2 separate regions of the Sus scrofa genome follow, and region 1 is linked to region 2. The links are chromatin contacts, called in public HiChIP or PLAC-seq maps. All regions are on one chromosome and are shown on one strand. Each heading gives the region's core, a stretch centred on a gene start, on an enhancer-like site or on the middle of the called end of the contact. The rest is flanking DNA. Distances are from core to core; before and after follow the strand shown. Region 1 has its middle 53 kb from the start of LARS2. Region 2 overlaps CLEC3B (tetranectin).

The links. HiChIP or PLAC-seq counts read pairs in DNA pulled down with a chosen protein or histone mark.
Region 1: an H3K27ac HiChIP or PLAC-seq map of alveolar macrophages shows a contact between it and region 2. The contact joins two enhancer-like sites. A contact is called at or near these places in 2 of 47 Hi-C or Micro-C datasets (embryonic fibroblasts and epiblast stem cells) and 1 of 2 datasets of contacts at active chromatin or transcription factors (alveolar macrophages).

Annotation. Positions count from the first base shown.
Region 1 is chr13:28,468,207-28,474,590 of Sscrofa11.1, forward strand. No RefSeq gene overlaps it. Among named protein-coding and RNA genes, the nearest start is that of LARS2, 53 kb to the right of the region's middle. Within about 2 kb of position 4,750, at least 1 of the 83 cell types and tissues checked has an H3K27ac peak or open chromatin away from gene starts, as enhancers often do. A contact at or near this core is called in alveolar macrophages, where this site is marked.
Region 2 is chr13:28,227,667-28,233,492 of Sscrofa11.1, forward strand. It overlaps CLEC3B (tetranectin), which reads left to right. Exons shown (of 3, transcript XM_005669451.3): 3 at 874-1,447. The coding sequence ends at 1,274. Among named protein-coding and RNA genes, the nearest start is that of CLEC3B, 11 kb to the left of the region's middle. Within about 2 kb of position 1,340, at least 33 of the 83 cell types and tissues checked have an H3K27ac peak or open chromatin away from gene starts, as enhancers often do. A contact at or near this core is called in alveolar macrophages, where this site is marked.

The sequences.
Region 1 (6,384 bases), core at 3,500-5,999, 240 kb after region 2:
GAATGAAGCACTAGACCAGATGGACTTCATAGATATTTATAGGACATGCCATCCAAAAGCAACAGAATACACATTCTTCTCAAGTGCACACGGAACATTGTCTAAGGTTGATCATATTCTGGGCCACAAATCAAGCCGCGGTGACTTTAAGAAAATTGAAATCTTATCAAGCATATTTTCCGAGGGAAATGACTGCAGAAAGCCAAGATGTTGATTTTTAGTAAGTGGTACTGACTGAAAATTTAGTTCTCAAAACCGACTTCAGATAGTTGTTTAACAGGCATTTAATGTAAAATGGAGAAGGAAAATGTGCTATTTGGAAGCAGTGCAGAATTCCCCTCAGGTGTAGGAACGTACTGTGATGGCTTCTCTGAGTGTGTCTAATGTGGATGTGAGTCCAGGGGAGGGGTTTTTGCAGATCAGGTAGTTGCCATCTGGGCAGCAAGTCTGTAGTTGGGAGGAGATGGAAGTGCAGACCCAAGCTTCACCTTCCCAAATCATCCCTACAGTGTCTTTTAGGCCTGGCTCTGAGTCAGGACCCAATCAAATTTGGGCATGGCATTTGGTTGTATGCCTGTTTAGTTTTCATTCATCTAGAATGGTCCCCCCACTTTTCTGTTCTTTGTCATATTGATTTTTGGAGAAGGTCATCGGTTTCTTTACAGAAGTCTCCACCCTCTGGATTTTGTCAAATTGTTTCTTTGTGGGGTCCTTTCACCTGTTTCTCTCTCGTGCAAAGTGGGAGTTGCAAGAATACATCACAGATTTAAAAAAAAATTTTTTTTTCCTATAGTGGAATCAATTCTAAGTCATTGCGGGAAAATTTTAAGAAAAAAAAGAAATAAAGCCAGCCCATATATTATCCTGAGATAAATACATTTTAGTAAATTTCCTACCAGTCATCTATTCTCTGCATGAATAGAAAGAGAGACATAGAAAGTACATAAATATTCTTTTAAAGAACAAAATTAAGCTTACAGATTCTGTGTGGGGAAGTGTGTTTGTGTGTGTGTGTCTGTGTGTGTGTATGCTCCATCCATCATTTAATCAGTTTTCCTATTGTTGAGCATTAGAATCTCTTCCAATTTTTGTCTTTCACATATATGACAAACATCCTTGCATACAAATCTTTATCTATCTTCTAAAATGGAATCACTAGGCTAGTACTCAGTGCAAGATTGCTGATACACATTGACAAGCTGCCATAGTTGATTAATTGATTCATCCGCCAACCATGATGTACCTGCCCATTTTGTCAAAACTTCCCCAAACCAGAATTTTCTTTAAAAATGTTTTGATAGATGAAGACATAATGGTATATGATTTTAGTTTTCATACCTGACTCCTTAAGGAAGCCAAGCACACTTCCATGTACTCATTAGCCCATTGCGGGGGTGTGTTTTTCTTTAGTATAATTTTATCCACAATTTCTTGATTACACAGTCCTTTCTATTAAGAATAACCCTATGTCGTATATGTTGCTCTTGCCATGTTGGAAAATGAGAGGCGACCTCAGATTTCACTCACAGCCCCTCTCTCCTTGGGATGCACACTGGGATCTAGGGCCTGAGAGGATAGGAGTGGTGGTATAGAGAACACCCTTGGCACAGGGCCTAGCACACAGGAGGCACTCAGAAGAGGTTGGGAGCATGCTGGTGATTCCAGCAAGCCCTCAGAACACGTCCCCTCCCGTGACCACAGGGACCCCATAATTAACCAGCAGGATGAAGCTCAGAGCTCCTCCAGACTTGCCTCCCCCCTTCGCACTTCATTCCTCTCTCTCCATCTGCTCCTCATCGGCCCACACCTACCTAGATTTGCCTTTGGATTTTCCATCCCAGTCTACAGGGCCTGATGTGCAAAAGCCCCAAACCTAGAATCGGGTTCCGAATGTCTGTTTCAGAGGATCTCACCTCTGAGAGCCACAGAAGGTGGGGGCTGGGGTGGGCACAGAGGGAGAGGCATGCCTCCAAAGAGTCTGGTCCAGGCTGGCCTGAAGCAGGAGGACATCCTGGGCAGGCCCATAATTTGCTGCCCGAACTCGCTGATATATTTTTTTCAATTCTTTAATGGGAGGTATATAGGAAGTGAATTTCTGTTTTAAAAAGTAGCGTGCAAAGAGAGCTCTTTGCCTCTGTGTTCCCAGTACAGCATCTCTAAACCTTTGCTCTAGTTTCCATGTTACAATAGCCGGCCACTGTCTGTCTCCTCCAACCAGACTGTGAGTGCCTGGAAGGTGGGGACTTTCTTGGTCTGGTGGGGTGGTGTCTGGCACAAAGAAGGCTCTGGCATGAATTGCTGGCTCTCTTTCTGTGAAAGCCTACTGTAGACACATGGGCTCAAAGGGAGGAGCAAGAAACCCACATATTGCTGATCTCAGCTCCTCTGGACACTGGGGCCAAGCCCTTCTGACCTGGAGCCCATGCCTGGGCTGTGGAGGGACGCCCAGGAGACCCCTGGCTCCCCTTGGCTGTTCTGGGAACTCTAGGCATCCTGAGACACAATTGGCTGTTCTTGTCCTGGACTAACTTTAAAACGCAGTGATTCTGCTTGGAGGAAGAGATGGAGAACAAGCTGGAAGCCATCTGACCGGGGGGGGGGGGGCACCTGGGAGGACCACCCAAGCAGGACACCACCCTGCCTGGACACCAGGGACTGGTAATTAGGTTGAAAGCTGAGAAGTGCAGGCAAAAGGGCCTTCAGAGAGGATCCTGGGCTGCCTTGAACAATTGACATAGCTTCCTGTAGCTCTTGCCCACCCAGCTGCATATTTTAAATGATTTAAGTTCTCCTTCTGCTAGACATCCTTAAAGGAAAACAGCTATTAAAAGCCTGTTGTGGACAAAGAGAAGAAGATGAAAAACAGTCATCCATTCCCTAATTTTCTTGCTCCTGGCCCAGAAGTGGCAAGATGCTTTCTTCCTGTCAGGGTCCTCTGTCCTGGTCCTCTGTCCAGCCTCTAGGAATGGGATTCCACAACCCCCACTCTCCAACATACACAAACTTCCCGGCCCCAGGCTGAGAAACCATCCCTCTGGTCTCCCTCCCCACAGCCTACACCTTTGAAAACAGTGTCTTTATTGAACTCTCCTGGGAGTATCTTATTTGATTTTGCTGGCTTTAATGATACAGTTCTGTTTGGATCTTTTCCAAGAGCTGTTCACCATTTTGGAAAATCATGTCGCCAAGAGCAATGCCATGATGGTATCTGGGATGCTAATTCAACTCACCTGCATTTCAGAGCAGACAGGTTTGAGTCCACGTCAATGTTTTCTAGCATAAGCTGGCTCAAGTTTTTCCGTGTTGAAATAAATGCTATTTTGTTACACATTCCTTTCCTTTTGTTTCTTCTTTGTGTTGCAGTTAAGGCATTGTGTTAATGTGTTTAAATCATGTGTCTGGGTCAGTTATTACATTCAAGGTAGCGGGAGGGGCATCACAAAATATGGGTTCCAAAGAGAAGTCGCTGGGGCTGAAAGGCTGGGGACTCACTGCCCTAATCCTGTTCCCAGCTCTCTGTGCTACTTTGCCCTGTGAGAAGCCTGGACTCTGACGTTTATGCTGACCACGTCCACCTCCGGCAAATAATCATAATTGCCATTTGTGAATATCTTCTAGAAACTCTGCATCACAATACCCTTCCTCCTTTAATGTAGTAGTCACCACACCTGATCCGCTATTTGATATGTGATGATACCTATCCTCACTTCCTTTTGTAGCTGTGATAAAAATCAGTAGAACAATAAAAAAGCAATAATTTTTATAATTAAAAAAACCTACAGATTTATCAGCCCCTCTTGGAACTAACCTTGGCTATGCCAGGTTCCCAGTTATAATTGATAGGCTTGATCTCAGAGGATGAATCTCTGAGATGGGGCATCACACAGGTGAGCCACGCCCTGCATACCCTTCCCACAGCAGCACCCACTCCAATCGCCCAACTGCTCCCTCTTCCCAAGGCTGCCATATCCAAACCCAAAGCTTATGTTTGTATTAATGCATATAGGAAAGTTTACCCACTTAAAGTGGACATGTTGACGAGTTAGAGTATTTGTGAATAATCAATCAGGTAACTACCATCACAAACTGGACCAGGACCAAGACCATCCCCTGGCCCTAAGAAATCCCTTGTGACCCTGTGCAGTCGCTCCCCTCCCCACCACCGGCCTCCTGCAACCACTGGTCTGCTCTCTGTCATTATAGTTTTGCCTTTTCTAGAATTTCACAGGAATGCTCTCATTTGATACATTGTCTTTTGTGTTGACTTCTTTTGCTTTAGCATAATGTTTTTGTAATCTGTCTCCATCATTCCATTTATTGCTATTTTTGTTCCTTTGCATTGCTGAGTAGTGTGCCATTGTATGCTTATTCCACAGTTATTTACCTGTCCACCAGTTGTTGCTTCCAGCTTTGGGTGATTATGAATCAAGCTGCTACGAACATTCACACACACCTCTTTGTGTGCACATATGTTTGCATTTCTCATAGGTGGATATCTAAGAGTGGAATGGCTGAGTCAGATAATATGTTTATATTTAACATTAAAAGATACTGCCATCCTGTTTTCTGGAGTGGCTACACCATTTTGCATTCCCATCAGCAATAGGTGAGAGTCCCAGTTGTTCCACATCCTTGCCAGTACTTGGTATTGTCAGTTTTCTTTTTGTTGTTTTGTGCATTTGTCTTAGCTATTCTAATAGTTGTGCTCTGGTGGATTATTGTGGTTTTAGTTTGCATTTCCCTGATGACTAATAATACTGAGTGTCTTGTCACATGCTTATTGGCCATTTGAGTGTATCTTCATTGGTGAAAAGTCTGTTCCAATCTTTTGCCTATTTTATATTGTGGTATTTGTCCTTCTATTATCAAATCGTACAATGCCTAATTTTTAATAGCAACATGTTCCCTCTGACCCACTCTGAGGCATGAAAGTCTGATTTCTGTTTCAGCTGCTTTATCTCACTTAGAAAGACAGATTTAATAATAGTAAAATTCAGAACATGTCTCCATCCAAGTCGTGCTGACCATTGAAAGGTTATTTTAATCCATTGTGCCTTTTAAAACTAAACACGCATTTGTTCTCTGAACTCTAAACTTGGTTAATATGACTTTTACTTCCTTTTTTCAAGAATATAAACATGTAACAATGCTTGGGTAAGAAAACACCCACACATTAGCTGACACCTGCTTTTTTTCTTCTTATGTCAGTTGAAGTTAGGTAATCAACCAACAGAACTTGGAGAAATCTGTTCCAGAGATAAATCCCTTTGCTTCTTGATGCTCTGATGGGCTATTGCTCTAAGAAAATCCTTATATCAAGAGATGTGTGCCTTGGCTCAAATGCCTGGAGTTTCTGATTTTTACATAAAGTCCTGACCATTTCAGGGTACACTTATATACAGTTTGTCCAAGTGTCTATGTTCATTCAGTTCTCTCCCATGGTGGGCCACAGAATAAACCCAGTAAGTTGATAATTTAATAATGGTTACCAGCTGCAGATGGCTCACTGCATGCCTGGCCCTAGGGACTTTGAGTCCATAATCTCATTTAGTCGTCAGGTAAACCCTGAGAAATAGCGGCTATTGTTATCTCCATTCATTGGTATGGAAGCCAGGGGTTACATAGGAGAAGTGACTAACCTGCCCATGGACTCACAGCCAGCAGGGGCTGGGCCAGGTTCAAACACCAGCTCCAGTGCTGCTCACCACTCTACTGCACTGCCTCTCCTTTTGTGTGTCGGGATTGCCTCGTCTGTTCAGCCAGCACACGATGGTGCTGTGCAAACACCATTTGCAGGCTTTCCCCTTTACTTGCCCTCACTTGATGAGTTGTAAGGTTAATACTGCATTTCCTAGACTTGTGGATATGAAGGAGGTTTTTGCCACTGAGATGCAAGTTTACGAAGTATTATGGGTTCAATCGTTGCTCCCACCCCCAAATATATTGAAGTCCTAACCTCCAGATACCTGTGAGCATACCCTTATTTGGAAATGGGGTCTTTGCAGACTTAGTCAAGTGAAGATGAGGTCAGTGGGGTGTGTCCTGATCGAATAGGACTGGTGTCCTCGTGAGAAGAGGAAAATGCCATGTGACGACAGGTGGCGATGGGAATGATGCAGCGTTCAGCCGAGGAACACCAAGGATTGACAGCCACCCCCAGAAGCTAGGAAGAAGCAGGAAAGGGTTCTACCTAGAGCTTTAGAGGGAACATGGCCCTGCCCCCACCTTGATTTTAGACTTTTGTCCTCCAGAGCTATGAGAGTATACATTTCTGTTCTTAGGCCACCCAGTCTGTGGTACTGTTCCCAGCCCGCACCGACTCACACAGGAAGGTGAACTCGAGACAGAGACTGCTAGAGGGCAAGCTGGGGGCTGGGGCCATGA
Region 2 (5,826 bases), core at 90-2,589:
CATTCTACCCTCCTAAATTGACCAAATATATAACTTCATCACAACCTTTGAGGCCAGATTCAAATTTAAAACTCTTGGACTCCTCAGAGTTCCATGCCTGAGACCTAGTCCTGGCTGGCCACCTGGGCCATCTTCTGTCATCTAAGGGGCTGTCTTAGCTCCACCCTCCCAGCCCCCACCCCAACCAGCCATCAGGAACACTGGCCCGGGGAAGAGGTCCCTGGCAGGCACTGGGAGCTTGCTTGGGCCCCTCCTGCAGGGATTTGGGGTCCTGGCACCTCGAGTGTGGTCTAGGCTCTGGGTCCACAGATCCTTTGGCCCTGCAAGCTTCTTGATATAGAGAGTGCGCAGCTGGAAGAAGATCGGAGCAGATGGCTCTGGCTGGGCTTCCTCTCAAATGTTCATTTATTAGGGAGAGCTGCGAGATCCACATCCATGGAGGGAGGGGCAGGAAGCAGGCTGGGCAGAGGAGGAGCCAGTGGCAGTGCAGACTCAAGGCCAGCCTCTGCCACCCGGTGGAACCTCCAAGCTGCAAGGCCTGAATTTATCAGAATTATCCTGCCTGGGGGAGAGATCACCCTCTCATGACACTTCAGCATCCCCCAGGCATTGGATGTGGCACCGAGGGAAGGAGTGTGACCTTGAGGGAGGGGTCATCTGCAACTGAGTGGGCTGACCTCAATCCCAGTAGCAGGGCACCACCACCTCTTGAATGGGGTTCTGAGCTGTGCCTTAGCGCCTGCCACAGCACAGCCCTCGTCCTGGGTCTGAGGCCGGTCCAGGGCAGGAAGGATGCACAGGGATGGGATAGAGGATGGCGTGCCTGCCCCTGGATGTTGGCTCTTGGGTGACAGTCCTTTCTCCCCCTCCCAGTCTGCCTGAAAGGCACCAAGGTGCACATGAAGTGCTTCCTGGCCTTCGTCCAGGCGAAGACTTTCCACGAGGCGAGCGAGGACTGTATCTCACGCGGGGGCACCCTGGGCACCCCTAAGACAGGCTCGGAGAACGATGCCCTGTACGAGTACCTACGGCAGAGCGTGGGCGCAGAGGCTGAGGTCTGGCTGGGCTTCAACGATATGGCGGATGAGGGCGCCTGGGTGGACATGACCGGCGGCCACATCGCCTACAAGAACTGGGAGACAGAGATCACTGCGCAGCCTGATGGCGGCAAGGTGGAGAACTGCGCCGCCCTGGCTGGCGCGGCCAACGGCAAGTGGTTCGACAAGCGCTGCCGGGACAAGCTGCCCTACGTCTGCCAGTTCGCCATCGTGTAGCGGGCGAGGCGGGGCGGGGCGGGGCGGGGCGGGGCGGGGCCGGGGCCGGGGCGGGGCGAGCAGGAGGAGGATCCTGAGCCGCTGGAGGAGCAGTGCTGGGACTTTCCCTTCAGGCATCCCTGCCACGCTGGGAGCCTTCTTTTGCAAATAAAGTGGGTGCAGCTTAGCGGAGAGTGACTGCGGTGTGTGCTGGGTCAGAGGAGCAGAGCAGAAGAGAGTCCTGGAGACCAGCTGGTCGTCCAGGGAGAGGGCCCATAGAAAGATGCGAGGAGGGAGGTGGTGGAGGAAAGTGAGCTGGGCGCACTGAGGAAGGAGAAGAAAAGAATAGGGAGGACACGGGAACCCTGGACTGCTGCTACCTTTTAAAAAATTAAATAACTTTATATTTCATATGATTTTCCACTTACAGAGAGGTTACAAGAATTCCTGTATCCCCTTTATCCAGATTCTCCAGACATTACTATTTTCCCATATTTACTTATCCTTTTTTTTTTCCTGACCCGTTTGACAGCAAATTGTAGACATGATGCCCCTTTACCCCTAAATACTTTAGTGTGTTTCCTGAAAGCAAGGACATTTTCTCACATAAGCACAGCACTGTTATCAAGGTCAGGAAATGAACACGGACACAATATTGTTATCTAAGTTACAGCCCTTAATTCAGATTTCCAGGCTTACTGTAGACTCCATTTCCACATGTTGGAACCCAGCAAGCCCCTCCCCAACTCCAGGGGAGGGACACCGCCACTGACCCCCTCCTGTTGGGGATCCATTCCTGGGGTGCCTTGAGTCCTATTGGGGTTTGGAGGGAGTGAGAGCACAGGCTGCCCACTGAGGACATTTGCACCTATCTCTCTTCTTGTCCAACAAGGGGACCCATCCAGGAGACAAATACGACAGTTGCCAACATGGCAAGTGGTGTGTCCCTCTCCTTCCCACTTCCACTTCTCACAGAGAGTTCTATACCAGCAATACCAGCTGCCATGTGTCAAGCCCACTGTAACACAGGAATTTTAAGTATGTCGTCTTATTTAATCTTGTGTGTGTGTGTGTGTGTGTGTGTGTGTGGCTGCACCAGCAGCATGCTGAAGTTCCCAGGCCTAGGATTGCAGTGACACTGCCAGATCCTTAACCTGCTGAGACACAAGAGTACTCCTGTCTTATTTAGTCTTATCCATCCAAGACAAGCATGTTCTTTTTTTTTTTTTTTTTTTGGTCTTTTTAGGGCCACACCCAAGGCATGTGGAGGTTCCCAGGCTAGGAGTCTAATCAGAGCTATAGCCACCGGCCTAAGCCACTGCCACAGCAGTGCCAGATCTGAGCTGTGTCTGCGACCAATACCACAGCTCATGGCAATGCCGGATCCTTGACCCACTGAGTGAGGCCAGGGATTGAACTCGCAACCTCATGGTTCCTAGTCGGATTCATTTCCGCTGCACCCTGATGGGAACTCCAAGACAAGCATGTTCTTATGCCAGTTTTGTAGAAAAGGAAGTTGGGGCTCAGGGAAGTTAAGTGACTTCAACTGGTCAATTAGATAGTAAGCAGCACAGCCAGGATTACAAGGGCCTTTGGACTTTTCCACCACCACTGTGATGCTTGTCTCATGTTACTGGAATTTTCCTGAGATAAAACATCAGAGAAATGGCCTAGTGACCCCAAGAGGTTATTGGCCAGCTCCTGGTATGACCTGGCCCATCCAACCATGTTAGGCCCAGCTCTAGTGACACCCCTAGGGGAGGTCTTCCCTATTTCATGAGTCTTGGCATCAACCTTTTGCAGCACTTTTTCTCCTGGTTGTCCTCTAGTATGTCTTGCCTTCAGTATAAATTGAAGATGATTTGATTTGATTAAAGAAAGTGGGTTGGGCTGGGGGAGGTAGCTTACAGTGAACTTTCTATCAGTCTGCTTGGCATTGTCACATAAAGCATCTCATGTAATTCAACAGATATAGTTAGAGGTAATGAGATCTATAATAGGTGCAAAAACTGAAGCTCAGAGCCATGATGCAATTGCTTTTTAAGATAGCTAAGCAAGTGAGAAGCAAAAATGAGACGCAAATCTCGGTCTGGCAACTCTAAGTCTTGTGCTCTTTTTGCCCTAGGCCAAGTGAGATGTAAGTGGCCACAGGTTTTTCAAAGTTCCTGCACTGGGTGGATGCTGACAAGAGGGCACCATGCCTCTGTACCTGATTGTGGGTCCTGGTAGAGAGGTGCTGCTGTGGCACTGCCTGCTTCCAGCAGCAGGTGGCAGTATGAGCAAGAGAATCCTTACTAGTCCTTAGACAGAACACTCATATATTAAACACAGATTTCAAGGTGGGGTACACTTGTCCTGGGATTTTGTCTTTATTTTAAATTTTGGTGTGTTTTTTTAATATCATGGATCATTTTGCATTAATTTTGATTTTTTTAAAACATCGCGTCAAATATTATTTAACATGATCACTGAGTTTTGTGGGCACTTCCTTAAAATTTGTATCTCAGTTGAGTGTCTCACTTACCTCACTAGTCCTGGTCCTGGCTCCAAAATTTGAATTTCCTAAGGCATATATAAACAATGATAAAGTACTGTGTTATAGATCTTGAGCTTCTGCAGTACCCTTTAACAGAACTGATGGTACAGCCCTCTTCACAATCACCCATTTCCCTCTTTACTATGTGCTGCTCTGGGTGTAAAAAACTTTGATGAATCCCAAAGGGACAATTTGAAATACTGGTCTAAGTGTTGATGAGGCAGAAGACTGGGTAAAAACTCCTTTTGCAAGATGAGTGGTTTCCAGTTCTTCACCCTCAACAGCCTTTGAGAAGAGCCTAATCAAGGTGTCAGCTCATAGACCATGCAAAATAGATTCTGATGATACAGTGCTTTTGATTTATATCTTAGAAGTTCAAGTACTAAATGACATCACTCTTTTCAGTGCCACCAGCCTATTTATCTCAACACGTTTCTCAACATTTACAACTCTGAAAGTGACAGATGGGAGTAATATTGATGCTGAGCCCTGCTTTGTTCCAGGATACATGAACCAATGAAAGAAAAATCCATCCATCCAGTTAAGAGATTCCTGTTTAATAGTATGAGGGGGCAGTTCTGGAAGGGGCCTTCTCTGTCCCCTTGTTACCTTATCACTGTGCTACAGCCACTGGCCCAGGCCCCAACTGAGGCTTGCTCTCTCCTTTCTGTCCCAACACCACTGCCACTTCTGTCCCTAATCCTCCTGCCTTTGGCCATTCCTACAGCCTTCTTCAGCCTCCTCATCCCAGGGGGAGGGAGAGTTAAGGGGAAGAAGTACAGATGGAGAAGCCCCAGTGAGAAAAACGGAGGCCTGGGACCGATCAAGGTGACCCTTGGTGTGGGATCCTGGAGAAGACCTTCAGGGCATCTTAGCCCTGGTTTCTTCATCTGTAAAATGGGGTTTGGCCTAGATGATCTTGCAAGACTCCTGAGTCCAGGATTCTGCCCAGCTACCCCTGGGAATGTCTTTTGTAGAATTCTCTCCAGAAAAGAAAGCTGTTTGGTGGTTGTTTCCTCTGTCCAAGCAAGGCTCAGCCCCTGAACTGGACACCTGCCTTTCTGCAGTGACCACAGGCCCTACTCTCTCTTTCTCTCTCCCTTGGACTGAGGTACAGATTCAGATGCTTGGTGGACGCAGCCACCTAGGAGTACCTCCCTTGAATTGAGGTACAGATTCAGATGATTGGTGGCTTGGCCCCTGAGCTGGACACCTCCCTTTCTGCAGTGACCATAAGCCCTACTCTCTCTCTCTCTCCCTTGAATCGAGGTACAGATTCAGATGCATGGTGGACGCAGCCACCTAGGATGCAGCCACCATGTTTCAGAAAAACCTGGTATCTCTCCCTCAAGTCTGCTTCTCTTCCTGCGTTCACCATCTCCATGGGAGGTCCCCACCTTCCCAGTCACTCAAGCCTCAGACTTGTGAGGCATTACAGGTGCCTCAGTGTCTGTCATGCTTGAGATCCAGGTCATCAGAACTCCTGATGATTTTTACCTCCTGAGGAAATGTCACATCTATCCCTACCTCTCCGGCTCTGCTGCTGCTGCTGGGCCCAAGTCTTCTGCTTGCCCTTCAAGCAGAAGGTTCCCCACCACATCCCCCTCTCATCTCTCCCCTCTCCCTAAATGTAGCCTTTGCTGCATAACCACTAGCTGCACAGCTAAGAAGCCTGGTTCAAGCTGGCTCCCGGACTGTGAGCTTCCCTCCCACAAACATACATATGTTTGCTTCAGCTGAAAACAATAATCCATTCATGTGGCCTGGATGCCTTAAACCTCCAGGCACATTCTTCTTTTGATTTTGGCTTTTCTGAGAGACAGTGGAGATATTAATGAAAACAATGAAAAGCAGCAATTTGTGCATTCCTGATGGGTAGTGATCCATAAGACCCTAACTATGTCCTGACAACCTAGTAACTGCCTCATTTAATATTCATAATAACCTGGGAGAGAGGTATTATTAAACCTATTTTATAGTTTAGGAGGGTATAGCATAGGGAGGATAATTTATCTAAGAACATCATGGATGAGCTGG